Regions from separate parts of the Danio rerio genome. Here region 2 is linked to region 1. A link is a contact called in public Hi-C data. All regions are on one chromosome and are shown on one strand. Each heading gives the region's core, a stretch centred on a gene start, on an enhancer-like site or on the middle of the called end of the contact. The rest is flanking DNA. Distances are from core to core; before and after follow the strand shown.

Region 1 (7,115 bases), core at 2,942-5,441:
AGTTTGCTATATTTACCTTCGGCCTACAGCTCTCAGTCAAGCTTGGATTTTGCCCCTTCGTAAGAAAACCCTGGTTTATCTGGTTGTTTTAAATAAATAAATAAACATTATTTTACAAAACAAAATTGCAATGCTCTTTTCATATATCTACAATAGTCAAGCTAATCCACACTGCTTTTTAGGGATGAATAAAATAAACATATTTTTCCTTATTGTGAATATAAACCAGTGTAAACATGCATGCTGACATTCATTTATAATATACTGTGTGTATTTGTGTATAGTTCCACACTAGTCAAACCAATAATTCCTGTTCTTTAAACCTGGAAATATAAATTCCATTATATTTGAGATTCAGTGTGAGCAAATAACGCGAGAGATGAGCTGTACTGAAATGCCAATCTTAATGGACAGGTGTCCACTTAAAATCACAGGCAAAGCTGACACTAATGGATTGCTTTATATGCAGCATCCAGAGAATGGAACAGGATTGGAAGAGCTTAAGTGTTGAAGCACCCTGCATGTGCTGGCGTTCTGCATAAAAGGAGTTTAATTTCTACAACTCGTGCATTTGCCACATTTAATCTTTTACTGACTCTCTGTCTCAGGGCGAGGGGAATTAACCTCCTCGTCATATAGGTGAAGCCAGACACATTACATGAGTAAAGATCACTCAGTGTTGTTCTTTAAAATCTATCTTTTTAACTACAGTTCACCCTCGTGGGTGACCGTGTGAATGTTTATTTTGCAATTTCGCGAGACGAACTTACTTTTCGTTCAAGCTGCCTTTTTTCGGGTTTGCCAGCGGGGGTTCTGGAGATCTATTATTCATGTCACTCAGAACAGTGATAGTTATGTGTGCCTCATAATGTAAATGGTACTTCCCTGTAAGTCCAACCTGAGATATTAAAGACATTTAGATGAATTTAATGTCTCAAAAAAACTCTAACACAACTGCTAGTCTTTGTCCCGTTATGCTTAATTTATGCTTTATCCTATAATTAATAAATAATATATATTTATATAGTATATGCTCACACACACACACACTACACATGTGTAGTAAATAAGAAGTCTCTTAGCATAATGTTTTTTATACTGTAAAAACATTCATTTAATATATGGTCTTACCCTATACATACTAGGGCTGCACAATATATCGTTTGAGCATCAATATCGCAATCTGATCATTCACAGTAGCCACATCGCAGGATATATGCAATGTAGATTGTATTATAATTATTATTTGCATGTGGTTTTGATACCTGCAACTGTATGATGATTTTTAAAGCATTCTGCTTTAAATTGTAACATTGTTTACCTTAACAAAGAATAATTTTATTAAATTATATATATATATATTTATTTTTAGCATTACTGTACTTGAATATTGTTAGGCTCGGGAATGATAAAACACTTTATTTAATTTGAATCTCTCTTTTGATCGTATTTATAGATTGTTATGCATGAAAATACTCACAACACATGCAAATACAGAAATGCACTGCAAATAGCACACCACAATGAAAATGTGCCAGTGACCCCAAAATGTTTATAGATTGTTTATTAGATTTTATGGAGATGCAAGTAGTAAACATTAATTCAACAATCTCTTACTAAAAATGTGCATGAAAATACTCACAACACATGCAAATACAGAAATGCAAATAACACAGACAGCAACGAAATTGTGTTGGTGGACCCCAAAAGTTTTAAAGATTGTTTAATAATTTTATTAAGATGCATTCCCACCCCGGAATCTTCACAATCGATCTAACATCATAAATTCTTTTCAAATAAAAATATTAAGTCAGATTTTAAAAATGTATTCATGTCGCAATATATATCGCAAAATAAATAAATAAAAATATTGCATTGTTCAATTTTTCCACTATCGTGCAGCCCTAAACCCTACCCTTAAACGCAACCCTCACATGAAATCGGTGGCAAAATTTGTTAGATTTTAGTATGATTTTAAGCATTTTAAATTATGGAGACACGTCAAGTTATGTCCTCATAAATTACCTTAATAGGAGTACTACTAGGTCATGCCATTATACAATTTTTTGTCCTCTTTAAGCTACATAAACAAACACACATACACACACACAATAAATATTATCAAAAATAGATATGAATATATACATATGAAAGCTAGATTTACACATTTTATGTAATGCAATCTGACTCCTTTTTATATTACATTTGACATTACTTGTTTGTTTATCCTAATTTTTTACCAAATAGAAATCGAAAATACAAAGACAATACCATTGTTTATGTTCAGGATATGACGAAGATAGAATATTTCATAGTTATGAATTTATAACGTAATCCCATAATAAAAATGTTTTAATTGTATGTGTGTGACATATAAGTAGGTCCACACAGAATGTGCGCGCACAGAAATCCGCAGATTTCCACAGATTTTTAGCCAATCATTGAGTCTATTTATTTACTTGAGTAAATGTGTGTACATTTATATTTATTCAGTTTTTTAATTATTTCAGTAATATTATTGACTAATACTGTATGAAAATGTTCTTATGATTTATTTACAGTACAGTTTGTTAGTGGATCTAATTGAATTAGCATTGTAAACATTACATAAAAGTTGAAATGTATTGTTTTTTTTATTTAGTATGTTACTCCCAAAATCATTCCACATAAATTTGTATATTTTTTTATTACAAAATTCTGCGCAGAAATAGCAAAAAATGTCCGCAGTATCTGTCTGGCCCTATATAAGGACACATATATTTATAATGACATGGGTATTACACAGGTATTGCAAGGCAATGGGAAATTATTAGCATATTGCGGATTAGTTATACCAATTTTTCAAAAAGCTTTTAAATAAAAACAGTTTTTTTTTTGTACACAGATTGCTATGTGGGTTGGATTTAGGGATAGGGGAAAGGGCAAAGTTTATACAGTCTAAAATATAGAAATATAAGGATGTTCCCACGACTCACAAAAACAAACCGTGTGTGTGTGTTATTGGTTTTATTTTTTACAATTGTTTGTTCATTAGCTAATTTTGGAATAAATTACAGTTTGTGCAAATACACTAGCTTTAAAAGAAATGAGCGTTTAGCTGTTTTCATATCAAGATTGACTATTTGATTTGTGTAAGAAAACAAATCATCCTAAAAACTTTCAAAAATTCACAAACCTACCATCCATGTATTTTTGTCCATGAATTACAACAATCAAGATATATTTTGACATGAAATCACCCAGCGTGGTATGTCCTACCCAGCTCAGAAAGGTCTTGCTTTTATACGAAGCGGTGAAAAATGTCGGCCAGTGCTATGAAATTCCCACCTGGACAATGATGTCTGAAATTCTATTCAATTAATTCCCATGGCAACAGGGGTAAAACACAAAAGAGGGTGAAAAGATGGCAGGAGCGGGCTGACTAAATCTGCTGGCGTAGCCGTCCCCGTGTCTCATGAATACGCAGCCCCTCTCTCCACATATACTTCAGGGCCAGAAGCCTACAAGGTAATTATATGCTTTGGAACACTCCACTTAAGTGCACCCAACAATAAAGTGAGTGCATATTCTCTGTAATCTCTTACCTGCTGAGTGAATGAAGATGTGAACTGAAAATTCTTTTTCTTTTTTCCCTTTTAAATAAAGCCTACTGTTATTCTTAGACATCTTACTTGGAGGTTTTTGCAGAAGTGTAAATGATTTGTTTCGGCCATATGGACTGGCATTGATCATTTAGGATTGCTGACCACAGATTTACATGCAAGCGTTCGTCTTGATTTAAAAAACAACCCAAACAAAACATTCCCCAACTCTGTCTATGTACGTATTTCCAGCGTAATAATTAGTACGCCCCCCACTTAATGCTTGATCGCTTTAATAAATCAATACATTCCATGCAATCATGGTGTCATCTAGTGGTGAGCATCTAAAACTGCATTGATCGAGTCTCTTCATGGCCCTCCTTTGCCCTTTTTTGGCTTGTTTATTTTTAGTCTGGTTGCTTTCCTTCCTTTTTTCCTCCTCCTCTACTGATTTCAAGGGTCGGGTCAGCGACAGCGAGATCCCCTCTTTGCCCTTCAACCTGTCCCTCTGATAGTGGCAGTTCCCGGGTCAGTGCGTGTCGCAGAGGAGCTCGACTGACATGCTGGGGTGTGAGGTTGCCGTCCACCCCCTATTTAGAAGATCCCGGCTGAGTGACTAGGTGTTGTTAAGGGACATCCGCTGCTAGTGGAGAAGGGCTCCTCACGCTTCAGAGAGCCGCACTCAAGGGAGGCCGGCAGATTGAGTTGACATGCTAACAATCTGATTGCAGATGGCAGTGAGGAGAAAAGGCTGATGGCGAAGGAAAGTCTCGACTGACCCTGCTGAGAGAGAAAGGGCAGAGTGGACAAGAAAAGTTCCACATTCAAATCTAAAGACTTAAAAAAGCCTAAATGTGGCTGAGCAATACAATAGCCGTATATCCCATATGCAGAAAGACAGCATTGTGTTTTCAGTGGTACCAGTGAATGCTGTTATTATATGATAGTCTGTCAGGCTGTTGCGTGCGGCACGGTGCCATGGAGCTTGGGGTGGGGGGTGGGCTCTGCTCTGGATGTGACATGCTAATTAGGGGAGCTTTGTCTGCCATTGTTCATGTGGGCTAGCAGTGAACAGGGTGGGTTTATGGAGGGGGGGGCGTGAAATCAGAATGTCACACTCAGCAGGGATCACCAGCAACATGCACCGCGTGCGGTCTTCCTTAAAATTACACTCCGCTTCCAGGTAGAATTGGACTGTCAGTGTGCACGCCGCTTACAAATTCCATATTTTTTTACAATATTGTTGCTGACAAGAATTTGACTTGTTTTTGCAATTGCGAATCAATGCATGTGAGCAACCTCTAAGTTTTAATGGGAAGTAATAAGTAGCAGCCGGATTAGAGGGATCGGTTTTCCAGGGTACCACCAGCTGTTACAGATTCATGTTGAAACAGAATCTTTCCGTCATAAGGGCAGATCATGATACATACCTTTCAAAGAGTGGGACAGATTTTTCACTACGCCAGCATGGAAGAGAGCACATCCTGCCACTGGCAGGTGAATCAAGAACATTTACAGGCCATGAAATTGAAACTTCATCTTCTTCTTTTTTTTTTCTTTGTCGTTCTCACTAATACACACATTTAGTAGGGCTACATGTACAGTTGGGGGAAAATACTTTTATAAATGTGAAATCTTTAAGAAAAAAAACATTTAACAGAATGTAATAAAAATAATAAGCAGGATATTTTGCACACTGTATGTGAGAAAAGTTCAGATGCAAAGACCTCTAAATACCATCTAAAATGTTCTCCTAACATGAGCATTTTTTCAGCCACCTATGTTTATGTTCAGTTATTTCACTTTAAATGCAATGAAAAGAACTTATTCACCACTAAAAAAAAGTAAAATTTCTGAGTCTACACATCAGAGAAAAATGCCAATTTTAGATTTTAGAAGACATATCAAATAGCATTTAAAGGCTTTTTTTGCATCTAAACTCTTCATATATTGCCAGTTTCTGGGTAAATAGATTGTACAGAGCCATTATCATTTTGGGAAATTTTTTTTTTTGTTTACAATGACATTTTTTTTTTACCAGTCTGCTTTCTAACAGATTTTCAAAAGAGAGAAAAAAAACATACGAGACTGCTACAACTCCTTTAACCAAACGCCTTTTAAAGTATAGAAGTTTGGACTTTAAAAATATGGACTTGACTAATTGATGGTGTAAGGTTTTTCAAAGCCTTGCAATATTGAAAGCACAATGATCCTTCAGAAATAACTACAGTATACTAATGTGGTGCTAATGTGGTTTTTCAATATTAATGAGTATCTGACACCTTAATATTTTTGGTTACAATGAACAATGATAAATGTTTAACATTTATGACTTTAATTTCTTACGTTTACACAATTGCTTCCAATTTTAACCCTTTATTTTAGGCAAGGCAAGTTTATTTATATAGCACATTTCATACACAATGGTAATTAAAAGTGCTTTACATAAACAGGAATAAAATAGACAAGTATAAATAAAATAAAAACAAATATTAAAAGTGATTAATAATGATAAAAACTTGATAAATGATAAAATGTGTTAAAACAGGTTTTTAAAGAATGAAAAAGAAAAGAAAGACACAATAGTGTGATCTGTCAGACATAGCACAGTGCTCATTCAGTAAAAGCACAGCTAAACAAATGTGTTTTCAATCTTGATTTGAATGTGCCCAATGTTTGAGCACATCTGATCATTTTTGGAAGCTGATTACAGCAGCTAGGGGTGTAGTAACTAAAAGTGGATTCACCCTGCTTTGACTGAACCCTTGAACTTTCTAGTTTATATCAGTGGTTCCCAACCTTTTTTTGTCTGAGACCCCCTTTTACCATGGAAAATATTGTAAGGCCCCCCTTCACATTTAAAGATATTATCGCTCATTTAAGTTTGCAGTAAGTATGACAAAAAAATGTAGTTTTCAAACAAACAATATGTTTATTATTATATCTGGATATGTTTATGCACAAATATTAGCCTAATGCAAAATAAAAACAAAACATCAGTTGGCCATTTGTAACTGAAAAACGTAAGCATTTGGCCTCAAATTTACCATAAATTAGTTGCCAATTAGTTGCAAGTTTTTTTAAAGTTTGTTGTCAGTAGCTTTGACATCCCTAGTCTTATTTTGGGTGTATGCCAATTATTTTGCCTTGCATTCAAAAAATGCTCTGAGCTTGTTGCGCTATTAGAGATGAGACGTCTGCAAATGTCTTATTAATTTGGATGGCCTTATGCGTTCATTAAAAAGAACTATACCACAGATAATACACTGTATTGCTTTGTGAAAATGTAATTAAACTATAGTTTAGGTAACTATCTTGGTATTTCCCTCAATTCGTGTTTCCAGTATTGCTAGCGCTGCGACCCGTTTGGAGAATTGGTGCTTCTTCACCTGTGTCCAGTATGCTTAGGTCATTAGTATTAGCTGCTGAAGGTGAAGGTGGAGGACGGACTGGAAAATTTGTCCATTTTTTTGGTCAGCCAGTGGATAAAATGAACTAAGGCAACATGATCATTCTCCTAATTGTCCACTGCTA
Region 2 (6,553 bases), core at 875-3,374, 97 kb before region 1:
AGAAAAGAGAAAGAGAGAGAGAGAGAGAGAGAGAGAGAGAGAGAGAGAGAGAGAGAGAGAGAGAGAGAGAGAGAGAGAGACAGAGACAGAGAGAGAGATTTAAGAGAGAGTATTAAAGTGTTTTTCCATGGTCAATTCATAATTTATACTGGCAAATGTGGTGATGGAAGACAGCATAAAAATGCATTACTTTACTTTAGCAAAATCAGTCAACTGCAGTTTGTTGCAAAATGTTAAAATTCTTGCTTACCTGAACTGTTTCTTTCTTTACTAAGACCGATGAATATTGTTGAGGAATACACATTCACAATTCACATTTTTCCTCATGCTACATGATGCTTTTTGATGCGCCATGTTGAATCAAATACGCAAAAGCGCAATGCAAATAAAGAGTCATTCTTCATGAGTATATTCTGCTGGATATCAAAACAATTGGATATATGGATTTGATGAATTATGGTGACATATTGTACACCAATACAAATGGATACACAAACAAATCGCAATTATCTGTTAAACACACTGTCTCGTTCTTAAATATTTTGGCATTAAAGGTGTTGCATAGAATTTGCTCGAATTTAGTGGACAATAACATGTTTGATGTTCAAAAATATTTCAAAAACAACAGAGCAAATGGTGTTCCTCAAACAGTAGCAACTGAGACATACTGTGATCTTACAAATATGAGGCAGAAACATGATGCACATAAACAGCTGTAGCAGAAACAAAGCTTTACACGTTTTCAACTGTTTATTTCAAATGGGGTTTTTAATTCTCAAATATTCAACAAACAACTTGACGTGTTTGTCCAGCAGAATTAGGAATTAATGCAAGCCCTCGCCCATGTTTGCATATGTCTTTGTTTGGTGATTCTGCTTTGGGTCATATTTCTAACACAAGAGGGCGTGTTTGTGCCTGTTATAGCGATGCTCGGTTGCCTGTAACCCGGCTGTCATATCTCGGCCACTGTTTTGTCCTGGCCATCACTGTCAGTGAGGACGTACAGATTCATTTTTGTGTTTTTTTTTTTTTTTTGTCAATTAAGATTAATCTATATAAATCAAATGTTGTTAATAAATACAAACCAAGACAACAATGAAATGCAATACTACTCTGGGCTGTTTGAGCTCGTAGTTTAGCTCATATAGATCTATAGATCAAATAATTATTTTTCCTCTTGCCTCTGTAAAAGGCGCAGGTGATTTGGCAGCTCTGTAGTATATTCTGCCTGTTTGTTCAACCAATCCTTCTCTTACATTGAGATTATATTACCACGTGCCTCGCGCAGTTTAAAACGGTCATTATCTGCAATTATGTGCTGTAATTGCGTTTTAGTTTGAATAGCGACAAGCCTGAAATGTGCCATCGATTTCAATCGTGTTATGCACCCCTGTGTGCAACTGCCTAAATACGGATTTGCGCCTTTCCCTCTGAAAATCTGAACACTGGTCGAGAGGGATTGTCCATCAACCCAAAATGTCCATCAGACCAAAAACAGATTAACTTTTGTGATTTCATAAAGAAAACAGATTTATCAAAACGACTTGATGTAAATTGTTCTACATTAATATTCAGCTTCAGTTTAGTATCCATTTAATTCTAATGTTTAATGTTGAATGTTTACAAAACCGCGGTGCATTTCCATAACTGTTATTTTTCCAGTTTTTAAACTATGTTTTCATGAATGTAACACCTGCTTTAAATAGGCTACACATTTAAATTTCCTGCTCAAAATAGAGAATAATTAATTGTAAATAGCCTGATATAAAAGTAGCCTACGGGCTAGCTAAAAAAAAACAGATAAACGGATAAATAAACAGTTCTAAAGTTAATGTTTTCATTATTATTTGTTTCAATTATTGTTATTATTATTATTATTATTATTATCATCATCATCATTATTATTAAGATTAGTTTTAACATCTTGCGGATCTAAAAACGTATGAATGAAATACGAAAGGCAAAATGCAAGAACCCATCGGCCTGGGCACCGAACAGCTGGTCGTCTTTCCATAACCAATCAGCTTCTCATAAAGGTGACGTATGAGTGTCCTACGTCAGACCAATAGAGAGAGAGAGAGAAGAGCTGAAGCCGGCGGAGTTTCAGAGAGGGAGAGAGGGATAGGGACAAGAGTGGCCCATCAATACAGTGACCAAACACCGGAGCTCAACACACACCCCTAACTCTAATCGCAAGCATCTCGATTTCGGGAAGTCCTGCAACACCTCGAACCCTCGGCCACTTTCCCACCTTCACAGATAAAAACACGGGCACTAAGGGCCTTCTGTCCGGTTTTAAAAGTGGACCTAACACCGCCTTACTTTCTTGACATGGGAGACATGGGGGATCCACCGAAAAGTAAGTTAAGCTTTATTGTTTATTTACGTGTCTGTTGACAGTTGACATTCTAATCGGCGAATATTTAACAAAGCATGTCTGCATGTCGATTATTTTTTTATAATTTTAGGAGTTTGTTTCGCGTTGTGAAAAGTTTAAAAGTTCTGAACAGATAATGACAAGCCGCTGTTAGGACCAATACACAAGTTTAAATCACTACTAGGACTTAAAAGAAAAATAACATTTAATATTTGAACATTTATTATTTTCTATTTATTATTATCATCATTATTATTATTATTATTAATAATAGCCTATTAATAATGGCATTATAACAACAACAACAGTAATTATAATGCTTATCTTGGTTCTACTGTGACATACTTTTCCTTTTTAAATTTTCATAAACACCGTTATCATCACAATGTCACATTGTCTTTAATTTTACACAGAGATTAATGATATAACACTGATCAAAATAAGGCAGTTTTACACTTTTACAAATAGCCTAACACTTTTAGGTTGTCTGATCATTGCTTTAAAAAAATATTAACACAACTTTTCTATGCCTTCTTTCTTCCTTATTCATTTAGAAAAGCGTCTAATCTCGTTGTGTGTCGGCTGTGGGAATCAAATCCATGACCAGTATATTCTGCGCGTGTCGCCGGATCTGGAGTGGCACGCGGCGTGTTTGAAATGTGCAGAATGTAACCAGTATCTGGACGAGTCCTGTACATGTTTTGTGCGAGACGGGAAAACTTACTGTAAACGGGACTACATCAGGTAACGCAGATTAATTAGGTCATGTTTTAGTTTTCTAGTGTGTATGACTGAATGACAGTAACCTCTTGTTATTAATTGCTGCATTACGGCAGCATGCTGTCATTCATTTTTTTTTGTAGTACTGGACAGCACCTATATGCTAATCTCCTGTCTTAAATGAGACTGCAGCGCAATTACTTTAAAATTATTGTGGAGCTTTGTTCATATCAAGACTGTGGCATTACAGCATTTATCTGTGAAATTTCATATTATTTTTGACAGTACGGAATTTTAGAAGCCACTGTTATGTTAAGGATAAACAACAATGTTGATAAACATGCACAATACTCTAAAGAGAAATGTAATTATTATTATTATTATTATTACTATTATAATTATTATTTTAAATAATATTATAAAAATGAATTTCGGTATTTGTTAAATCCTTAACTGACTAAATAACGAAATAAATTATAAAGTATTTGTCTTTAGATATATAGTCTATTTTAAATATTTGCATTTGTTGTTTAGATTACAATTATGTGCATTTCGGTTACCATAGGCTGTACATTTTATTGCAATTGTTGTCAAATCGAGTAAGCTAGCTGTTAATTTTTTTAATGATGCCATTATTTTTATTTATAGAAACACAAAACACATTATAATGTTTCTTTCTTTTCTCTTATAGGTTATACGGGATCAAATGTGCAAAATGCAACATCGGTTTCAGCAAGAATGACTTTGTGATGAGAGCACGTTCGAAGGTTTATCATATTGAGTGTTTTAGATGTGTGGCGTGTAGTCGGCAGCTCATCCCAGGAGATGAGTTCGCTCTGCGGGAAGACGGGCTCTTCTGCAGGGCCGACCATGACGTGGTGGAGCGGGCAACAATGGGTGCTGGTGACCCATTAAGCCCATTACATCCGGCGAGACCTTTACAAATGGCAGGTAGGCATTGCATTCTACTACAACTAACAAAGCATTGTTTGCTCGAGGACTCAGGGTTTATTTGTCTTGGGAAGGAATTTCTATAGAGCCAAATCTACTCAGAAGATTTAGGCTAGTATTTTTAGCATGTTTTAAGATAAACACAAATGTTTAAGATGACATTATATTGCTGCATTCCGAGATTTATGATGAATGAATGCTGGCTCATAACCATCCGTGAATGATTATTTTATTAACAAGCTAAACCACAAGCGTGTGGTGGTTTGATAGTATACCCGCTTTATTTTTCTTGTTTGTCTGTTATTGAATTCAGCAATTCATGCATGAAATAGATATTCTCTGCTGATTAGAGGCCAACCACGCGACAATGTCAGCTTGTGCATGTACTTGAGAAATAAAGAAGATCCATTCACAAATAAATACAAAGAAAACGTAATTCAATCCTAAATGTTGATATGCTATAGAAATATTATAGCACAATATTATGTGTTTGTGTAATTACATATGAACGAGCATTTGATTTTTTTTACTCTTTTAATATATGCGTTTTAAATTATTATGCTTTTACAAACCAGTGTCAACCATGAGAAATATTCCGCATTTAAGAACAGTCTAAATAAAAAAGCATCGAGTTTTAACATTAAAAATAAATTAATTAATTAATACCCGCAGTATGGTAGGCTACTACTGTGTTTTATTTCATTTACTGCATTAATGCCTCCTATTTGGTTAATTTCTTATAAAATAATAATCTTAATTATATGGTGCAGTTGTTAATGCAGGTTTATTGATAACCAGCAGCTTTAAAGTAATGTCATGGGCAGCACACCGCGCGCACCTGAATATTTAAAATTCAGAGGTATGCACAGATTGGTTTAATTAAGTGTCGTAAACCTATCTGGGTCATACGCGCCCTTCACAATTTACTGCATGCAGAAGGAACATATAATTGCAAGAAAAGGGATTGCGATCATGGCTGCGTTTCAAACTTATTAAAAGGAAGCTCTCTTAGTCATAATACATACAGAAAAAATACTACATCAGTGAAGGACCAAAGTTCTATATAGAAATAATTGCTAAAGGATATATTTTTATGCGTATGGAGTGATTTCCTCTTAATACCGGTCTCTTAAACAGATCATAAATTATATGCTGAAAATAATAGTACTCCCTTTTCATGAGTGATTGTTTTTAAATGTATTATTATTGTTGTTATAGTCTATGGGCTACATTATTATTTGCCTATTATTTCACATAAGTTAATCCACCGTAGATGGGCCTCGGAGACAACTGAGTTAAAATAATTAACAGCTGACCGCTTAACATATGTGCATTTTTTTACAAATGTAAAACATCATACAACAGCTCTTTGCATTTAATATTTATTTATTTTTGTTTGTTTCGTAATTTTATGCAGCAGAGCCCATTTCGGCACGTCAGCCTGCGCTTCGACCTCATGTGCACAAGCAACCTGAGAAAACAACCCGCGTCCGGACAGTCCTCAACGAAAAACAGCTCCATACCTTGAGGACTTGTTACAATGCCAACCCTCGACCCGACGCCCTCATGAAAGAGCAGCTCGTTGAGATGACGGGTCTTAGTCCGAGAGTCATCAGGGTTTGGTTTCAAAACAAGCGCTGCAAGGATAAAAAGAGGAGCATACTGATGAAGCAACTCCAGCAGCAGCAACCCAACGACAAAACGGTAAGACTGGTGGCGCTTCAGTACAAAATTAATAAACTCTTTAGTTCTTTAGTTTCTGTAATCAAGTCAAACAAGTTCCCTTTGCAGTGCTATTACAAAAAAAAAAAAAAAAAAAACAGAATATCTGGAAGCATCTCCATTTTCTAAAATTAAAAGTTTGTGTGTATATTAATAAGCTTTATAAGGAAATCATTCCATGTGTGACAATTTTTGTTTTATTTAAAAACATCAAACTTTTTAGATTCTTAGACTTCACATGATACGTTTTTGTAATAGGCTACGTCGCTTGAACTCTATTTATGGCTGAATATAAATCATTCGCGTTCATCTGCAGAACATCCAGGGGATGACAGGTACTCCAATGGTGGCGACCAGTCCAGAGAGACACGACGGTGGTTTGCAGGCAAACCAAGTGGAGGTGCAGAGTTACCAACCGCCTTGGAAAGTCCTAAGTGACTTCGCACTGCAGAGTGACATCGACCAGCCTGCTTTCCAACAACTGGTAAGTGCGCAAACCTGTGCGTAAAGACATAATTCCAGTAGCGGTTTTAAACCACCGCTAATGCTTTTAATACTATGAAAAGAATTAATAACAAATATCCAAAACAAGAATAATAACAAACAACATTTTTGTCGTTTTAGGTTAATTTTTCTGAAGGTGGTCCAGGCTCAAACTCCACAGGGAGCGAGGTCGCGTCAATGTCCTCGCAACTGCCAGATACACCAAACAGCATGGTAGCGAGTCCTATAGAGGCCTAGGCGAGTGGATTATCTCCTGCATCTGAAGTTTGCGAAAGGACG

The links. A called contact is a pair of places that touch in the nucleus more often than the background predicts.
Region 2: a Hi-C map of embryo shows a contact between it and region 1, with 2.0 times the contacts expected there. The contact joins the promoter of isl1a here to the enhancer-like site in region 1. A contact is called at or near these places in 2 of 18 Hi-C or Micro-C datasets (both in embryo).

Annotation. Positions count from the first base shown.
Region 1 is chr5:41,564,682-41,571,796 of GRCz12tu, reverse strand. The region is part of intron 1 of LOC141385704; the gene reads left to right. Among named protein-coding and RNA genes, the nearest start is that of isl1a, 97 kb to the left of the region's middle. Within about 2 kb of position 4,191, at least 23 of the 62 cell types and tissues checked have an H3K27ac peak or open chromatin away from gene starts, as enhancers often do.
Region 2 is chr5:41,660,662-41,667,214 of GRCz12tu, reverse strand. isl1a (ISL LIM homeobox 1a) reads left to right here and starts at 2,124. Exons shown (of 6, transcript NM_130962.1): 1 at 2,124-2,359; 2 at 2,932-3,121; 3 at 3,789-4,048; 4 at 5,466-5,752; 5 at 6,087-6,254; 6 at 6,395-6,553. The coding sequence starts at 2,332. The coding sequence ends at 6,511. All of the region lies in intron 1 of LOC141385704, which reads left to right. All of the region lies in intron 2 of LOC141385574 (a long non-coding RNA gene), which reads right to left.